Regions from separate parts of the Mus musculus genome. Here regions 2 and 3 are each linked to region 1. A link is a contact called in public capture Hi-C data. All regions are on one chromosome and are shown on one strand. The core of a region is the stretch at or near the end of the contact, and the rest is flanking DNA. Distances in the headings are between cores, read along the strand shown. Region 1 holds the start of Vrtn (vertebrae development associated). Region 2 holds the start of Pgf (placental growth factor). Region 3 holds the start of Zc2hc1c (zinc finger, C2HC-type containing 1C).

Region 1 (3,606 bases), core at 789-3,288:
ACCCCCGAATTTGCACTTCTTTCATCTTGGGACCAGAGCCCTGGGGGTAGGCGATTTCCTGGGGGGAGTGGCTTAAACCACTTCCCCCACCAGCCAGTTGGCTGTAGACCATCCATGCTCAATGGTTCACTACAGATATGAGACTGGTTTGGCCGTGAGAGTGGAGATCAGCAAGGGACGCTCTCCGGGAAGACCTCTCCCGGTAGGGTGCCTTAAATGACCCAGGCTGGAAGGTGGAGAGAAGAGTGAATGCCCCCCAGGGCTCTGGACCACCCTCGAGGTCAGTAAAGTAGAATATTTTCTCAAAACTAGAAGGGGTCGGTGCTTCATTCAGCTTGATGCTCTAGTCACCTAGGGGTTGACTTCAGGATCCTAAGGGATTAGTTAGGTCTAAGATGCTACGGAAGTGTAGGGACAGGGACGCCAGGCATTGTCTTAGGTTCTCCCTACCCCCACACCTCCAGCCCTTTCCCCACCCCCACCGACTATCCTGTCTTCCCTCCCCACCCGGCAAGCACAATGGTATAGCCTCAAGCTCCTCCCCAGACCACAAAGATCTTCTCAGGTTAGGTCCCTGACTTCTGCAGCTCCAGGTGGGCCAGCTCTCTACCACCCACCGTCTCCTGGCACCCCCCAAGGGTGACTGGTAGCCCTCACTCTTTTCCGTCCCTTTCAGAGACATAGGGTCCAGTCAAGCGACTGAACTTGGGGTAACCCCGGAGGAGGCTCTTAGTTTGATGGCCTCAGGTGCACCCGTTAGCGCTCACTTGGTTGTGGGAGTTTTGTTGGGAAGTTAGCATCTAAAGACCTGCCAGTGATTCTCTACAGTGTCCTCCTATGCCTAGTTGGGTCTCCAGGACACAGGGGAGGGAACCAAGATGGCTGGCAGTCCCTTGGTCATGCAGCCTGGGCAGCCAAGCCGGTGTGCCCCGGTGATTGGAGCGAGGCTGGCTGAAGAGTTAGCTGGCTGTCCAGGTTGGTTGTGGTAGATCAAACTCTACTGCCTTATTGAGCCTTAACCACGTGGCCCACATACTTGTGGGTGCAGTAGATTACAGAGACTGCAATGTGCTTTGAGAGGGACAGGGAGAGTGGGGGAGGTCTCCAGAGAGCACTGGATTCCAGTCGGGTTCCTTGGAGCCCAGGTTACAATTGGTAGGGAATGAATTTGTTCTACAGGCAGGCCCTCCAGCCTTTCCCTTCCGGGTCCCATACAGAGCCCTGATTTACCCCTCCTAAAATACGGGGGCTGGAGGCTGGAACCCGGCTCTGAAGCTCCATCTATTTGCAAATGGGGAGCTCATGCGACAGGGAAGCTAGCCCGAGTAAAGGTGAGAGTGCTTTTCCCATCCACGTATCCTATGAGAGTCCGGAGTCCTTTCCAGGCGCTAACACGTTTAGAAACTGATGCCCCGGCTTTGCTCCCTCCCCTCCAACTTGAAGTTTGTATCGCGGGGGTAGGGGGGCGAGGGAGGGTGCGCCTCATTGGTTTAGTACTTTTACAGACCCTTTCCAGCAGCTATGTGGGGGGTTCGGGGAGGCCAGCCATACACTGGACTCATTCCTTCTTCGGTGCACCTGGGAGTAGCTACTCTGGCCCTGAGTGCCTTTCATGAAGGGCACCTTTAACCAAAGCGCCGCAGCTGAACTCCATCACCGATTATCTACTTAAGGGCTTCCTCCTGCAGCCGCCTGCCTTTTCCACACTGGCTGCCTTCGAGTGGTCCAGCCTGGCTGAGGGATGGTGCGAGTTTAGGTTTTCTTTTGAAGCTACTTTTTAATTTTATTTTAGAAACAGCCTCTTCCTATATAGCGTAGGCTGGACTTGAACTCGATAGCCTCGCAAGCGCTGAGATAGCAGGCTGCTCTCGGCGAGCGTTTTGAGGAGGCCAGAAGTGGGGTTTTTACCTACTAACATCTCCTTTTGGGGGGAAAGAAAGGAGGAAAGAAATAGGGTGGAGTTGGATGTGACTAGGCCAGGGAAGATGAGGTAGGACAGTAGGCCCGGGTAGGGTGGGGAGGGGCTAAGGTCTGTGTGCTGGAAGTGTGTTGCATCCGACGCTGTGTTGGACACTGGAGGAATTCAGGCAAGTCAGCTTTATTCTCTCTACCTCCGTTTCCTTGTCTACAAAGTGACTAGGTGTATCTCAAAATGTCAGATTCTCTGGATCATTTAAACAAACGCCTCGGAGGACTGCAGTGGTTCGGCGCCTAAGGTTTGGCAGCTTTTAATAGCTGTGCTTTCTTAACTCCTGCTGAGCCGCCTCCTTCTCCAGGTGTGAGCCAGGAATATTGATCCGGGTAGGTGTGACAGAGCTGCGGAGGGAAGGTGAGACCCGCAGAGTAATAAAATTACCTCAGAGAAAACCTGAAATCAAATGTCCACCCCCACAAAAGCCCACTTGTGATCACGGGGGCGGGGGGGGGGCGGGCGAGGGGGGACGCTGCACTTCTGAGCAGGCACTCAGGAGTGGAGGCAGGAAGAGTCACGCGCACAGTTTAAATTGTTCTTTCTGAGACTTTGGTTAAATGGGTTAGTGCAGAGTCGGTAAGTGGCAGCTATTTTCCTAATTTTGTTTGCAAAGTATCTCAAAATGCTCGTCTGCGTGCAGCTGTGTAACACCACTTAAGAAAGTGACATCATGGAAGGAAACAGAAGGAATATTATCCCCTTTCTTGGAATATATGTGACAGCGAGGAACTCTTTGTCTTTAGAGCTTGGTTTTGGGGGTTCAGTTTTGGTTTTTGGCTTTTTGAGTCCGGGGTTTCTCTGTGTAGCCCTGGCTGGCTTGGAACTCAAATTCTCCTGCCTCGACTGGGATTAAAGGCATACATGTGCCGCCACCACTGTGCTGTATTTTTTTTTCCCTTAGTATGTACACACTTTGAAGATCTTTAGAGCTTAGAATGTTACCCAAGGATGCTTCTGATTATCACTATTGGAAAGGCTCTATGTTCTTGCTGTCAGGTAAAATTCTGGCGGTTCCTTCAGCGCTTTAAAATTCTTTTCCTCCTCACCTTGACCCAACCACAATTCACATTCGAGTGCATTTCTTTTAAGCATACAGCTTGTTAAACTTAAGCACTTATATGAAAACTCATTTTTAAAATGGGGGGCAAATTAAAACAATGTGTTAAGCTCTGAGGACCAGGTCTGAGAAGCCAAAGAAGAAAATATTCTCTTTTCTAATTTCAAAAGCTCTTCTCAAAGGAGTGCCTCTGCTTGGCAGTTACTGGAGTTAGGCAGATTGGCCTGTGTTGGAGGGGAGGCTGGCTAGCTAGCTCATTTGTGATACCTTGAACAAATTAGGGTGCTGCCAAATGCCTCAGTTTCTCCACCTGTGAATTGGGGCTATCGGTAGTGCCAGCCTGTTTCATTTGGAGACCGGGTCTGAAGTATCCAGACCAACTTCACATATCTTGGACATTGATCCTCCTGCCTCCACTTCTCATGTGCTGAAATTATAGGTGAGTGTGGGGTTTCCTGTTCTGGAATTACAGGCATTCACCGCCACACGTGTTTATGTGCTGGTAGAAATGGAATCCAGGGCTTCTTGCATGCTAGGCAAGCTCCCGCCCAGCAGCCCCTTACACTCCCTTTTAAAA
Region 2 (3,594 bases), core at 171-2,670, 530 kb after region 1:
AAACCACCTGACTTTCTGGCCTCAGTTTCTTCACTTGGAAAAGGGTAGGAGGCTTCTTGTGTTCCCAAGTGCTTGTAATCCTGTGGGGTCTCTCTTCTGCCCAGCCCCCAGGCCAGTCCTGCTGGGCCTACTACAGCCCGCCTTGGCTGGGTGCCAGAGCCCAGGGGGAGGGTGATCAGCTGGTGGGAGCTCAGGGGCTGGAGAAGAGGCGGCGCCATGAGCTGGTGCTGCCTGCCAGTAACGTTACACCTCGAGCTAACACTGCAGCAAGCAGACGGATGGCCTGGCTGCTCGGCAAGGGGACTGGACAACCCACCCACTCCTGGGCTGGGGCTGAGGGCTCCCAGGGCAGTGGGCAGTGCAGCGGGCAGTGCAGCAGGAAGGGAATGCATTGGCTTTGTCAGGATTTTGCTGCCCAATCTGGCTCCCTGCCAGACTCACCCAGCTCCTGGGAAAAGGGCCCTGCTCACTTCCCCAGGCCCTGCACTCAGGACCTTCTGACACCCACCAGGAGGAAAGGGCACGGCAGGATCCCTTGTCATATCTGAAGCCCACCCAAGAGCCCTCTGCTCAATTGGAGCAATGGTGGGGGAAGGGCCTCACCTCCCCACCTCAAGCTTCTTTAGTCAGCTCCTTCCCCACTAGGCCAGGTCAGAGGTCCTGGGGGCGCCTGGTTGGTCATGGGGCCACAACCCTGACCACAGGGCCAGGGAGCTGACTGGGATTAGTGGACGGATGCTTTTTGCAAAGCCACTAGGGCTCCAGGGGCTAGACAGGAAACCTCCCTCATTCCCTGTGGCTTCCCTGCCCCCACTAAGACAGCCCCCAGGAATTGGGGACTGCCCAGCCAGAGGTCTCCTCCCTGAGGTCCAGCCCAGCCCCTGGGAAATATGTGGGCACCCTAGCAGAAGCTGCTCTCTAAAGTGAGTCTGTAATTAAAGACCATAGCCCCTGTTTCTACGGCTAGGATGAGAAGGTCAAGAGGAAGCCAGGCCAGGTCCTTACCTGGGAATGCACAGCCAACCCAGCTAGGACCTGTAAGAAGCAAGTGAACAGCTTCATGACCAGCATCTTCTCAGACATCCAGAGCCAAGGTCCTTCAAGGCACAATCACCATGCTCGTCCCCCTTGGGGGAGACGCTGATACCAGAGGAGAGGAGAGGAGAGGAGTGTCCCCCTCACTGCTGTCCTAGGCTAGGTCTCTGCAGTCTGCCTGAGCATCCACAGAAAGCCGGGGAAGTCCGGAGCTCACAGGTAGGGCTGTGGCTGAGGAAACTGGTGAGGAGTGTTCCGGCGAGTCGGAGCGATGTGAAAGGATCTTAGGGGTCCGATGACCCTAGCTCCTCTCGTGAGTGAGCAGAAGTCTGAAGATGCGGTTTCCTTCTCAGACTGCAGCTTCCCTACGAACTGAAGCTAGTCGGCCGCTGGTTTTCAAGACCGTGTATGGGGCGGGGCTGCAGCCTGCCCGCCCACTTCTATCTCGAGGCCCCAGGAGCAGCCCGGGAGCGCTGAGAGCCGGTTGGCGGTGAGACCTGAGTGCGCGTGACCCCGCAGGGCGCTGAAGGGGCGCTGCCGGCGCAGATCTCCTGGCCCCTCGGAGCTAGGCGTTCATTAGCTTGCCCCAGGGTCAGCCCGCAGCGACAGCCAAGGTTGCACCTGGCTCTTCTGGAGCCTCCAGGTGCGGACGTCCAACATCTGCCTTGGAGATGGCTGGGTACTTAAGTGACCTCTGCAGGGAGTGCAGTACTAAGAAGGCAGCATCTTGCTGTGGCCCTTCATGACCAGTGCCATCCCTACACAACCCCGGGAGGAGAGGTGACAGGATTACTAACCCCATTTTATAGACTAACAACCCGATCCTATGAGAGGGCACCACCTGCAGATGCTGAACAATGTTCATATTCACACTAGGAAAGTGTATGTGTGCCCGCGGGCATCTGCCTGCGTAGACAGGGATCTGGCAGAGACAAGACAAGCTACGTGCCTCCAGAACCGTCCCTCTATTCCATGTACTATCTGACCTGGTAGGCAGGCACAGGGCAGCCCAGCTGTGGGCTGTACACAGGAAACACCTCGGGGCACCTGGCTAGACCTAGGTCCACCACCACTTCCTCCTGTCAGGTCAGGCCAGCCTATTAGAGGTAGGGAATGGACTAACCTGGCATCACCTCCCGAGCCCAAGCAGAAGAGGAAGTGTTCTAGAGCAGCAGGACATGCTGAGGAGAGGTGGTGTCTGCATGGGCACTTGTGTATACCTATGAAGCTGTGTGTATATGTCACCCACTGAACGTGCCCAGTTACACTGTGTGTCGCAGATCTGGGTCTCTGGGTATCTCTTTGTACTTGTGTGCAGCCATGCATGTCTGTACTTTTGTGGTAACCTCCTGTGTTCCTGAGTTGTTCTTCATCACCTACCATTCTAACAAACCTCTGTGACCAGCTTGTGGGCTGGTTGCAAAAACCTGGCAGCATCCAGAGTCAGAAGTTGGTGGGTGGCTGTGGGGGAGGAGATGGGCCTGGGAGGTGGCTCTTGGATCACATTCCATTCAGAGGCAGGGAGGCTAGGGCAGTCCTGGCTCTCACCCCCAGTGACCTCTGTGTCTGTGGCCTGCTGCCCACCCACAAGGGGCTGCCAGAGATGCTGCCTCTCTGTCTGGTAGGCCCTGAGGCCTGCAGGTCCAGGAGCCAGGGGCCAGTCACTGGCCAGCTAAGCGGGGGTTGCAAAGAACATTCTGACGAGCTCCAACATGCTGGGGATTGTACAGTAGACAGATTGTCTCCCTGGCTCCAGAGCATGGTTGCGGGGTCATTGTGCATGTGGATGAAAGTGAGCTGACCCAAGGATGCTGTGGATAGGTAGCCAGGATCCACACGTGCTCACAGCATCTCGTGTACACCTAGGCATTGAAGTGCATCTATTCCTAGATGGATCTGTGGATGTGGGCACAAGTGTGTGCCCTTTAAACATTTTTTTAATACTAACTTTACTTTGTGTGTTGCTATGGTGCATGTATGGATGGGAGTGGTCAGAGAACATTACCTTCTGATGTTGGCTCTCTCCTTCTACCATGTGGGTTCCCGAGATCAAACTCAGGTTGTCAGGTTTGGACAAGCGCCCCTATCCATTGATCCATATCACCAGCCCAGGTGTGTATTCTTAATTATCTGTGTAATATACACCTTGGGTATCCTGACTATCTTGAGCACACACGGATTGGGCATATTTGCCTGTAATTGTACCTGAAGATGGATGTGTGCATTGTGTGCATTCATTTGTTCATCCGTCATTTCACGTGACATCTTCCTTTGGCTCTACTGTGCTGTAGGCTCTGCTCCAAACGCTGGGGATCCAATGCAGATGACCCCTCCACATTTCCATTTGCACAGATGGCTGCAGATGCTCACGCACTCCTCTTCTCCTGCATGAACTTAACCCCTTGGGTAACATCTGGGCTCCCTGTAAGCGCCTTGAGAGGTCTCTTGTCCCTAAACCTCAGACGCATGTGTTTTGGTTTGTGGGATGAATTTGCTAAAGCAGGTAAGGTAGCAGAAACCAGGAAGACTCCAAAACCTCCATGGCACGAGGATAGCTCA
Region 3 (4,023 bases), core at 606-3,105, 650 kb after region 1:
TCTATTAGCTGCGTAGTGAGAGAGAGAGAGAGAGAGAGAGAGAGAGAGAGAGAGCCAGACCACAGGGGCCAGAACAAAGAGGAAAGATAAGGAAAAGCTGTGTAAGTGTGTAGAGTTTGCAATCAGCTGAGGTGTGTTGGACATGCTGCACATCTCTAACTCCAGCTCTTTGAAGGCAGAGGCAAGAGAATTTCTTTGAGTTCAAGGCTAGCCTGGAGTATGTAGAGAGCTCCAGACCAACCACAAAACAAACACAAACAAAGAAGCCAACCAAAGCAAAATAAAGGAGGGGGAGGGAGAGGGGGAGGAGGGAGAGGAGACGGAGAAGGAGAGAAAGAAAAAGAACTTGAGGTGTCCTGTTAGGTAGCTCTCAATTGTCATGACTTCAGGTCTAGGGGTTCCATTGCCATCTTCTGGCCTTCCCAGGCACTGCACACACAAGGCATATATTCACATAGACCTCGGAGTTTCTCTCTTCCTCTCTCTCTCTCTCTCTCTTCCTCTCTCTTTCTTGTGTGCGTGTGCGTGGGGGCGGGGGGGGGGGGGAGGGAGGAAAGGCCTATATGCCTATACCCAGCCTGGGAGAATCTGAGACAAGAGGATTAAGTAGGCAGGAGGACTAACTAGTGCTAACCATAGACTAAATAGGGAGCCTGTCTCAAAACAAACAGCAAACAAAACAAAACAGAAGAGACTCCAGTGGGATCCTAACACAGAGAGAGACAGACCCAGGGATGGGAAGGGGAACTTTTCTTGCACAAGGAAGTTATGTATACTTGAACACTAGAGATTCAGGGGGAGAGTATGGAAACGAGTTAGAAAAGATGTATGGGAAAACCCATAGAAGCTGACTGAGGCAGGGTCCTAGTCCGTGGGAAACCTCTGCAATGTGGAGAAGGCCGAAGAGCCAACTGGGAATGAAAAGAATGACTGACAATCTGCCCTAGAGAGTCCACCAAGGAATTTTTTTTTGTAGCGCATAAAAGCTGACATCTGATCTGTTGTATTAACGAGACTGCTGTCTACTTTATTTCCCACGTGCTCGAATCTTCTGTGTAGTTACAAGAAAAACGGAGCTATCTGTTCCAAAACAGCTTATCCAAATGAACTGAAGCACGAAGAAGACAAATAAACTCTCTTCTGTTGTCAAAAAGTTACAGAGGACCATTTAATGTTGAAATCAAGTTATGTTCATTACTGTTGATCTGGTTGTTAACTTTATTATTGTTACTTTTGGCTGAGTCATTCCTGGGCCCTAAGTAGTAACGGTCACGTGAGAGTGAAACGTTATAATAGCAAAATGATTAGATTGGCCATAGAAACTACCCTGGGACTATAACACGTAGTGAAATAATAGTAAAGCTAATATAATAGCAAGCGCCAAAGCATTGCGAGGGAAGACAGCCCGGAGCATGTAGCCTGGAGCTCTTACATAGCCCTACCTGGGGCCTGAGCGCAGTAGCCGAGCGCACTCAGAAGGGTGATCAGCAGTCCCACTCCCGCTAGCTGGACAGACTCCCGAATCCTGGGGCGGGATGATTCCGCAGCCCATCTAGGGGCTCCACCCTTCTCCAGACAAGGGCACACCCTAAGGTCTGGGAGCTTCATTCTCGGAGAAATCCAAGTTCTTCTTTGATGTAGCCCCAGAAAAACCTCTCCAACCCCTCCCCAAGGGAAACGCTGATCTGAGCTGCGGAGTTGGCTGCACCTCGACAAGTGACCCGACTGCACCCGTACTCCACCTCCCTTCCCTCCTCCCCTCCCCACCTCCCTCCCCACCTCCCTCCCCACCTCCCCGCACTCCCTCCACCACCTCCCTCCGTCCCTCCAACCCAATCTGCCCCGGCGGCTTTCGGATTGCTTGTGGACTGCGCCTGCGCACATCTGGAGCTAAAAGTTCTCAACCAGAGGCGGTGCTCTGGTCTCCAGGCAACGGGATAACAGAGGTGGACAGAGAGCGCCTGCGTGGACGGCGGTTGGGTTTAGTCAGGTGTGGAAAACTAGGTCTTGGGGATTTTCCCTGAGCTGGAGCGGCCCCCGAGCGCCTCAGGTACGCCGAAAGGGGAGATACTGAGACCTCCCGAGGGGTTGGAGAGTGAGAGTTTATCCCTAGAGGCCGGGTCCCAGTAAGGACTCCCGTTTGACCCTCTGGGACAGAACATGACTCTGGAGTTCCGGATCCAAAGCGGGCTGGGGCGCTCAGGTGTCTGTCACCCCCTCTCCCAACACACTCTCTTTACAAGCCTGGTGCGGTTTGAGCCATAGAGCATCTTTGCATGAGGGCTTGACAGCCGGGCACCTGCTTCAGGCCCGGGTGGCTCGTGCTCTTTGTAGTTTGTAGCAAGGGGAAAGTCCAGGGAGTGCTTTGGGCCAGGCCCTGTCGCCAGGCCACTGTTCTCACCCCGTAAAACCGTGGGACTGGACTCAGAGCGGCCTCTGCAATTTACAAGAACCCGGGGCTGGTAAGAGCAGGTTGCCTGTTTTGTGTCACGGACGACCTTCTATCTAAAGCTTTTCCCACCCATTCCATAAATGGTGTAGAGCAGGTCATCTACAGGCCTGGAGGAAAGTCAGTGGCAGAACACCTGTGTCACGTCCATTCTTTGGTCCTCGGGGCTTAGCAATGTCTGGCCTGGCACATAACCATCACTCCCTAAATGCTTATTGAAAGAATGTCCTGGCAGAGCCAACACCACAGTCCCGAGAAACGTTTAAAGGGAATGTGGGTAGGGCAAATGGACAAACAGTTTACTCTAGCAGCCGGGAGTGAACCTCAGACAAATTCTTCACATGTATCTGCTTTAAATCTCCCCTAGGCTTCGGTCCAGGCACTGAATGGCTGGTCTCCAGTTGGCTCCACATCTGCCTGTGGGCGTTATGTTCCCACATAATAAAACAGAAGCTCCTGGACTCCACTCAGCTAAGCACGACCCTTACGAACAAAGTGACTCTTCCCAGCGGCCCTCGATGGGACATTTGAGGAATAGTTTCCAGTCGAAGCTTTGGAGCAACACAGAAATGGAGCAGGAGGACGAGGTCTCCACCCGCCCCAAAAGGAACGTCTGCACAAAAGCCCGGAGGCACTCCTGTCCCCACAGTGCAGGAATCAGGCAGCAAGGCTCAGGGAACAATGCCCAGGGCCAAGGAAAGGGTCTGTTTTACTTGTCTAGTCCGACACCCCGGTATCCCAAAGCAAATGACCAGGACTTCATTCCCTTTAGGAGGAAACGAGTGGGAGTGGATCGGGCTTACCCACTGAAACCCATGGTCCACCGGAAGTCACATAGTACAAGTGATGCGGGCGCAGACGGGGACCAGAATGGCTACCCAAGACTCCCTGACTCAAGTGAGTTTTCAGACAACAGCTTTGGTTTAAGGAGCTGGGTGAATTCATCTCTTCTTGCCTCTGTGCAGGCAGAGAAGGTCGTGGCGGAGCTCCATAGGACCGAGTGGACCCAGATCCAAAGGCTCGAAGCTGCAGGGGAGAGTTTACAGAAGGAGATCCGCAGAAAGGAGATTCTCCTACAAGAAAAGCTGAAGAAGACAGAGGAGGGTCTTCGAAGGATGCAGAAGGAAAAGAAACAGGCCATTTTCCAGGAAGACAGAGAGCTACAAAGGATGGTACTACCTAGAAGGAGGGTTCGAGATGGTGACCATGACACCCCACACAAACCCTGCTTGTCCCCAGAGTTCAGGTCTGAGGTATTCAGTAGAAACAGGGGAGAGGATCAAACTTGTGATCAGGCTCAGGAAAACCCTAGTCCACGCCAGCTCTCTGATTATGAACTCCAAAAGCTCAAAAGGGAAAGACTGATGGCCAGTAACAGTAAAATCCGAGATCAAGACGCAGGACCCTCAGCAGACGCGTTCTTTCAACCGGCAGAGGAGCTGGGCAGTACACTGCAGGAGTCAAGTCGGTCCGGGACACCAGGCTCCTCTGGGTCCAGCTCCTCCACAGAAGAGCCAGAGCTGGCCAAGTGCAGCCACTGTGGACGATCGTTTCTTTCCCTCAGGCTGCAGAGA

What was found. Capture Hi-C pulls out chosen DNA fragments and counts their contacts.
Region 2: a contact with region 1 is called in a capture Hi-C map of embryonic stem cells, with 2.0 times the contacts expected there. The contact joins the promoter of Pgf here to the promoter of Vrtn in region 1. A contact is called at or near these places in 8 of 39 promoter capture datasets (the 3T3-L1 cell line, embryonic stem cells, fetal liver and 3 more) and 1 of 9 other capture datasets (embryonic stem cells).
Region 3: a contact with region 1 is called in a capture Hi-C map of embryonic stem cells, with 4 times the contacts expected there. The contact joins the promoter of Zc2hc1c here to the promoter of Vrtn in region 1. A contact is called at or near these places in 12 of 39 promoter capture datasets (the 3T3-L1 cell line, 3T3-L1-derived adipocytes, the C10 cell line and 5 more), 10 of 484 Hi-C or Micro-C datasets (B cells, the G1E-ER4 cell line, the STO cell line and 5 more), 1 of 115 datasets of contacts at active chromatin or transcription factors (stem cell-derived neural progenitor cells) and 1 of 9 other capture datasets (embryonic stem cells).

Annotation. Positions count from the first base shown.
Region 1 is chr12:84,640,858-84,644,463 of GRCm38.p6, forward strand. It overlaps Vrtn (vertebrae development associated), which reads left to right and starts at 2,039. Exons shown (of 2, transcript NM_001033776.2): 1 at 2,039-2,087.
Region 2 is chr12:85,175,893-85,179,486 of GRCm38.p6, forward strand. It overlaps Pgf (placental growth factor), which reads right to left and starts at 1,421. Exons shown (of 7, transcript NM_008827.3): 1 at 1,006-1,421. The coding sequence starts at 1,071.
Region 3 is chr12:85,286,736-85,290,758 of GRCm38.p6, forward strand. Zc2hc1c (zinc finger, C2HC-type containing 1C) reads left to right here and starts at 1,856. Exons shown (of 3, transcript NM_172414.4): 1 at 1,856-2,050; 2 at 2,817-4,023. The coding sequence starts at 2,836. It also overlaps a transcript of Acyp1 not described here.